Linked DNA regions of Mus musculus: region 2 is linked to region 1. Evidence: chromatin contacts called from public promoter capture Hi-C data. All regions are on one chromosome and are shown on one strand. The core of a region is the stretch at or near the end of the contact, and the rest is flanking DNA. Distances in the headings are between cores, read along the strand shown.

Region 1 (2,740 bases), core at 125-2,624:
CTACTTCAGCAGTTAGGCAGTCCATTGTCTCCTCAGGTCTGCGGTGGGAGCTGAGTCCAGCACACAGCAGCCCTGGTGTCTTCCTCCTAGCCAGAGCTAGAGGCACTTTAGTCAGTGACTCACACGGTATGTAGATGTGGGTGGCCCAGTTGCCCCGCTCATGGGGAAAGGTTCGGATTCGACCGCCATGCTTTGCACTGTCGTCCTCAGGCCCTTCCTCTGTGCTGGGGAACATACTTAGCACACTGTCAGGCACTGGAAGCTTCTCACTGGGAACGGGGTTCTGGCCACTGCAAAAGAAGAACACACATTTATCCTCATTGATACCCCTTTGAACAACGGTAGTTCTAAGCTGTTATGCACAGTGATTCTTACCCACACCAGTCTTGCCATGTTGGCCTCGAACTTGATCCTCCTCCCTCAGCCACAATGGCTGAGTGTTCATTTCCAGGAAGGGGTTGAGCTTCTACTAAAGAACCATAGCTTTCTAGAACTGCTTAAGTTTCCTAGCTGGGAAGGCAGACCTCAGCTGGCTCTTGGTCCCCATGGAAACATTTCAGCAGGTAGCAGTGTGGCTTGGAGGTCCCTATTAGATAGTTGGACAGGCCTGAACTCAAGTAGCTCTGTGATCTTGGCTTACATTAATTTCCTCACGTGTAGAGCATATTTTTACTTGCTAGAGCTCTTGTGCAATGAACCGACACACTACAGTCAGCAAAGACCAGTATTTAAGAACCTCGAAGATTTAAGCCTCTTGGCGCATGAGATTTTCATGGGTTTTTCAACAGGCTGGTGTCTCCAGTCTACCGTGTGGCTCACGGTGGCTATTCATTAACCATTTACTAGACGAACGAAAAGCTTGGGTTATTATTGCATAGTGTTCAAACGAGGAAACATCTGGGAAGAAACATAGTTGCTTTCCAAAAGAGAAAAAAAAAAAAAAAAAACGCACCAACGGAGAGGGCTGGACTTGAACCCGTGTCCTCACTCCCAACTTTGCCTTAGCCAGGGTGTGTGTGTGGTAGTGCCATTCCAGGGCTTTGTCCAGGGTGTGTCCTGAATCCTTTCCCTCGACATCCCTTTTTCTCTTACCGGGGAACTGACCCACCCTCTTGGTTCCCCGGGAGGCTCGGGTCCCACTAGGGTTTCAAAAGAATCTACGCTCGAGAGAGAAAAATTCCTCGATCCTCACCAACGGTGGAAGCCAGTACCCGGTTTGCTCCGCCCCGCGGCGACAGCCTCCGCTTCATCCTCTGAACCGCTGCTGCTGTAGCCCACCAGGGGCGCCGAGCTCATGGGGCCTCGACCACAAGCCGTGTCCACCGACAACCTGATCCGACGCCCGGAGTTCCTCTGAGCCGGAAGTGCTCTGTGGGGGGCGGGACCTAGAGTAGCTCCACCTCGGGGCGGGGCCTGGCGACCCGGGGGGCGAAGCCCAGTGGAGCTTAGGACGGACGGCGGCCACCGCCTGTGCGGTAAAGGCTGTAGGAGGCGGCCTTCCGGATCACTCCGTCGCCCCAGTGTGGGTTCCACAGGTCTGCGGGTCTGTTTGCCAGACTTGCAAAAAGTTGGAGTCTCAGGATCCCTCTTGAGAGCGAGCTGAGCCGCAGGTCAGCTGCAGAAGACCGGAGAGTCAGGTGGGGCTGCGGCGAGCCGGGGATGAGGATCCCGGCTCCTCCGCGACCGTAGGCTCCGGCGAGCGGATCCCGAGGCTCCAGCCCCGCCCCTCCGTACCCACAGGCTCGGGCCAGCGGGGCCGCGGGTCCCCGACAGGGGGCGGCCTCGCTCCGCGCCGCGGGCTTCTCGGCAGCCGCCGCCCCGGCTGCCGCTCCTCCCCCGGCCCCGCCTACCCGGCCTCGCGCCGACCCTCTGTCCGCCGGTCTCTGCAAGACCCGTCGGTCTGTCCGCTCGCCCGTCCGTCCGCTGCCCCGGTCCCGCTAACCCGAGTGCGCGGGTCGATTCGTCGGTTCCGGCTGCTGCAAACCTGTCTCCCGACTCCGCGCTGCCTGCCTCTGCTACGCGAGGCCCGGGGATTGGCAGGACGCGTAGGCCGCGCCGCGGCGGATGGAGCCGGAATAAAGAGGCGGCAGAGAAAGCAGCTGGTCTTCGCTTGTCCCGCGCCTGACCCCTGGAGCAGGTGAGTGGCAGGGCACCCGGGACTGCATCTGGGGGCCACTCCAGTAGCCCCTGCACCCAGGGAGAGCCTCCTGAGCTCCGAGGCGATCCAGGCTGGGCCTGGAAGTACAGTTGCTTCCCGGGCACCGTTTGAGGCTCTGGGGCCTTCCTCGGCCGGAACCACCCCCTTTTCGGGACGCAGTGGCTGGGCCATCCGGAGCAGGAGCTGACAGCAGGCAGCCCAGCTGGGCCTGATGGGAGGAGATCAGCTTTCATTCGGTGACTCTGAGAGGAAAAAGGGCTAGGGTGGGGCGCGGGTGGGGGCTTCTCTTTGCCTTTCCTCTCCACTTCTCTCTCCAGCTCTTGTGCAGTGAGCTAAGAGTGTTCCTGGCTTCTCCTTACTGGAGAAGGGTCAGGGTAGGCAGTGGGGTTGCTCTAGGAGGTGGGGAGTGGGGGCGGCTGATGGGGCTGGCAGCCATTCATACCAGGAAAAATAACACACAGTTGGATTAGTACAGCTAGATCAGACAGTGTTCCGTGCAGTCCACCGCTCCTCTCTACCTTAGGAACGCTAAAATGGCCAGCTGTGGTTGGTTGGTCGTACTCCTAGGTACTACCCCAAATC
Region 2 (2,740 bases), core at 69-2,568, about 12 Mb before region 1:
TACTCACCAGAGGAATGTCCGCCATGGAATAGACAACCACTCCCTGGTACTGAGATGTGTTCTCAGTAATTCGACCCAGACCGGATTTCAACACATGGTTTCCATACAAGAAGGACTGCTCTGCTCCCGGCTTTACCCACACTTTATACTGAAAGAGAGTTAAAAGCCAAGACACAAGGATGTTGGGCTATATCCCTAAATGCGGATTAGCAGCTGCTTCCGAGTTTAAGGAGAGGTGGGGAACCTTTAAGTTGTTTGGACCCCCCCCCCACTTTTTTGTTTTTGTTTGTTTGTGGGTTTTTTGTTTTTTTTTGAGACAGTGTTTCTCTGTGTAGCCCTGGCTGTCCTCGAACTCAGAAGTCCGCCTGTCTCTGCCTCCCAAGTGCTGGGATACCCCAATTTTTGATCTTTCACCATGGAGTTCCTTCCTCAACCTAACATCGAAATTCAACCTTACATCGAAATGCTCACATAATCAGCAATTTCCTTTTTTTTTCCCCTTGGACCCTAGGATCACCCTCACCACTGGCACTTGTGTCTTCGTCTCTGCTTTCTGAGATCCAGCTGACACGGTGGAGGCCTGTTTTCCTGTAGACAACTAGGCTATGCAGCTCCATGGCCATAACCCTTCCTAAACGTGTCCAAGCAGCAATATCGACAAACAACTTCTTAGGCTGACGCTGTCCAGAAACTCGTTGGAAAGAATCTGTGCTCTGACCTGGCCGCCGTCACCCGGGACTTCATCCCGGATGGCAACCTGGAGACCAGGCCCCCACAACGTACCTTGGCATAGGGGGCCAGGTAATCCAGAGCTGTCACGTGCAAGCGGAACTTGTGGGTCTTGGTAAACTTCCCAAAACACGTCCCCAGCGACACGAGCTTGTCTCCGGAGATGTTGGCGGCCAGCTTCAGCATCATCTCACTACAGGGGCGCGGGAGGAAGGTACCCGGTGACGACCAGGGATGGATGCACGCCTCCAGCCCGCCACGCAGTGGGCAGCACGCCCCACCTCACCTCACATAGTACACTCGGTCGTTGTGCAGCCGGAAACAGTACGTGCCGTCGGGTCTGTCCACTAGGAGTTGAAGGTTCTCTCCGATGCTGAGGGCAACAAGACCAGCGTCTGAGCCGGGACCGTCCCGCCCCGGAGCCGCATCCCCACTCCCCGCACGCCCGTCCCTCATCCGCCTCTCCAGTTCTTACTACTTCGCGATCTTCTCAAACATGACCCGGGTCTCTTCTTCAGTCAAGGGCCTCATCTTGCCGCTTGCTTGGCTCCCGGGAATCCTCGTGCCTGGAGAGCCGGAAGCGGAAGTCACTTTCCCACCCGCCCACTTCCTGGGGTCCACGAACGCGTGTCTCTCTAGCCTAATTCTCCGTGATCTTTGCGCAGCCGCCGCCTACCGTGGCGGACTTCCGGGGACCGAAAGCCGGCTAGATGAGAAACCATAGAGACGGGAAATGTTTCCCCCAATCGTTTCCGTTTCCCAGGAGCGAAACCGGCTCTGAAGAGGAAGTGACGGTACCGTGCTTGAGAGATGGCGGCCGCTCTCCCTCTCCAGCCCTCCACGACCGCTTCGGCCACGACGACAGCCACGGCCGTCGCGCTGGGGGAGGTGGAAGATGAGGGCCTCCTGGCGTCGCTATTCCGGGACCGCTTCCCCGAAGCTCAGTGGCGTGAGAAGCCCGACGTGGGCCGCTACCTCCGGGAGCTGAGCGGCTCCGGGCTGGACCGGCTGCGGCGCGAACCCGAGCGCTTGGCGGAAGAGCGGGCCCAGCGGCTGCAGCAGACGCGCGACCTGGCTTTCGCCAACTACAAGACGTTCATTCGCGGGGCCGAGTGCACCGAGCGCATCCACCGGCTCTTCGGCGACGTGGAGGCGTCCCTCGGGCGCCTGCTCGACCGTCTGCCCCGCTTCCAGCAGAGCTGCAGGTGCGGCTGGCCTGATGGGGACGGGCGCGTCATTGTATCTGCCAGGACGCTATCGTCATGACCCAAGCGTAGTGTACAGGGCTCTCTCCTGATTGCCTTGTTAATCCACTTAAACTTCACAGCAGCCATCTAGGTAGGTAGCGTCATTATTTTACAGACGAGGAAGTCGAAGTGAAGTGACTTGTCCAAGAACACAGCTAGTAAGTTTCCAAGAATTGGAAGCTAGGAGTCCACTACTCCCTCATAGGCTGTTGTTTAAATAATAAACATTCAGCCAGTCTTATTGACACTTGTGATCCCAGTATTCGAGTCACAGAGTCATCATCCTAGTCTGAGTATTGAATTCATGGACAGCCTGAGCTACATGAGACATTCAAACAAACTAAAAAATGTATGCATCCGGGCGGTGGTGGCGCACGCCTTTAATCCCAGCACTTGGGAGGCAGAGGCAGGCGGGTTTCTGAGTTCAAGGCCAGCCTGGTCTACAGAGTGAGTTCCAGGACAGCCAGAGCTATGCAGAGAAACCTTGTCTCGAAAAACCAAAAATAAATAAATAAATAAAATTATGCAAGGCAGTTCATTGAGCCTGACATAGTTAACCCTATATAAATGTGGGCTGGAGGTGCTCAGCTTCAAAATGTCCATCGATAGGAAGCTGACAGATCCTATTTGTCATTGTAGGTTGTCAAAAAGCATTTCCTTTTTAAGCTATGTTACATTTCTAGGCCCTCGATCTAATACACTTAGTTCTGCTATCCAGCAGGTCAATTTTTCTTTGGAAGCTTGGATATTAAAAACAGGTTGTG

Evidence for each region. Promoter capture Hi-C pulls out the DNA fragments that hold promoters and counts their contacts.
Region 2: a promoter capture Hi-C map of pre-B cells shows a contact between it and region 1. The contact joins the promoter of Nip7 here to the promoter of Usb1 in region 1.

Annotation. Positions count from the first base shown.
Region 1 is chr8:95,330,918-95,333,657 of GRCm38.p6, reverse strand. It overlaps Usb1 (U6 snRNA biogenesis 1), which reads right to left and starts at 1,374. Exons shown (of 7, transcript NM_133954.2): 1 at 1,193-1,374; 2 at 124-290. The coding sequence starts at 1,296. It overlaps Zfp319 (zinc finger protein 319), which reads left to right and starts at 1,847. Exons shown (of 2, transcript NM_024467.4): 1 at 1,847-2,137.
Region 2 is chr8:107,055,455-107,058,194 of GRCm38.p6, reverse strand. Nip7 (NIP7, nucleolar pre-rRNA processing protein) reads right to left here and starts at 1,318. Exons shown (of 5, transcript NM_025391.2): 1 at 1,205-1,318; 2 at 1,016-1,102; 3 at 784-922; 4 at 8-148. The coding sequence starts at 1,260. It overlaps Cog8 (component of oligomeric golgi complex 8), which reads left to right and starts at 1,458. Exons shown (of 5, transcript NM_139229.4): 1 at 1,458-1,934. The coding sequence starts at 1,540.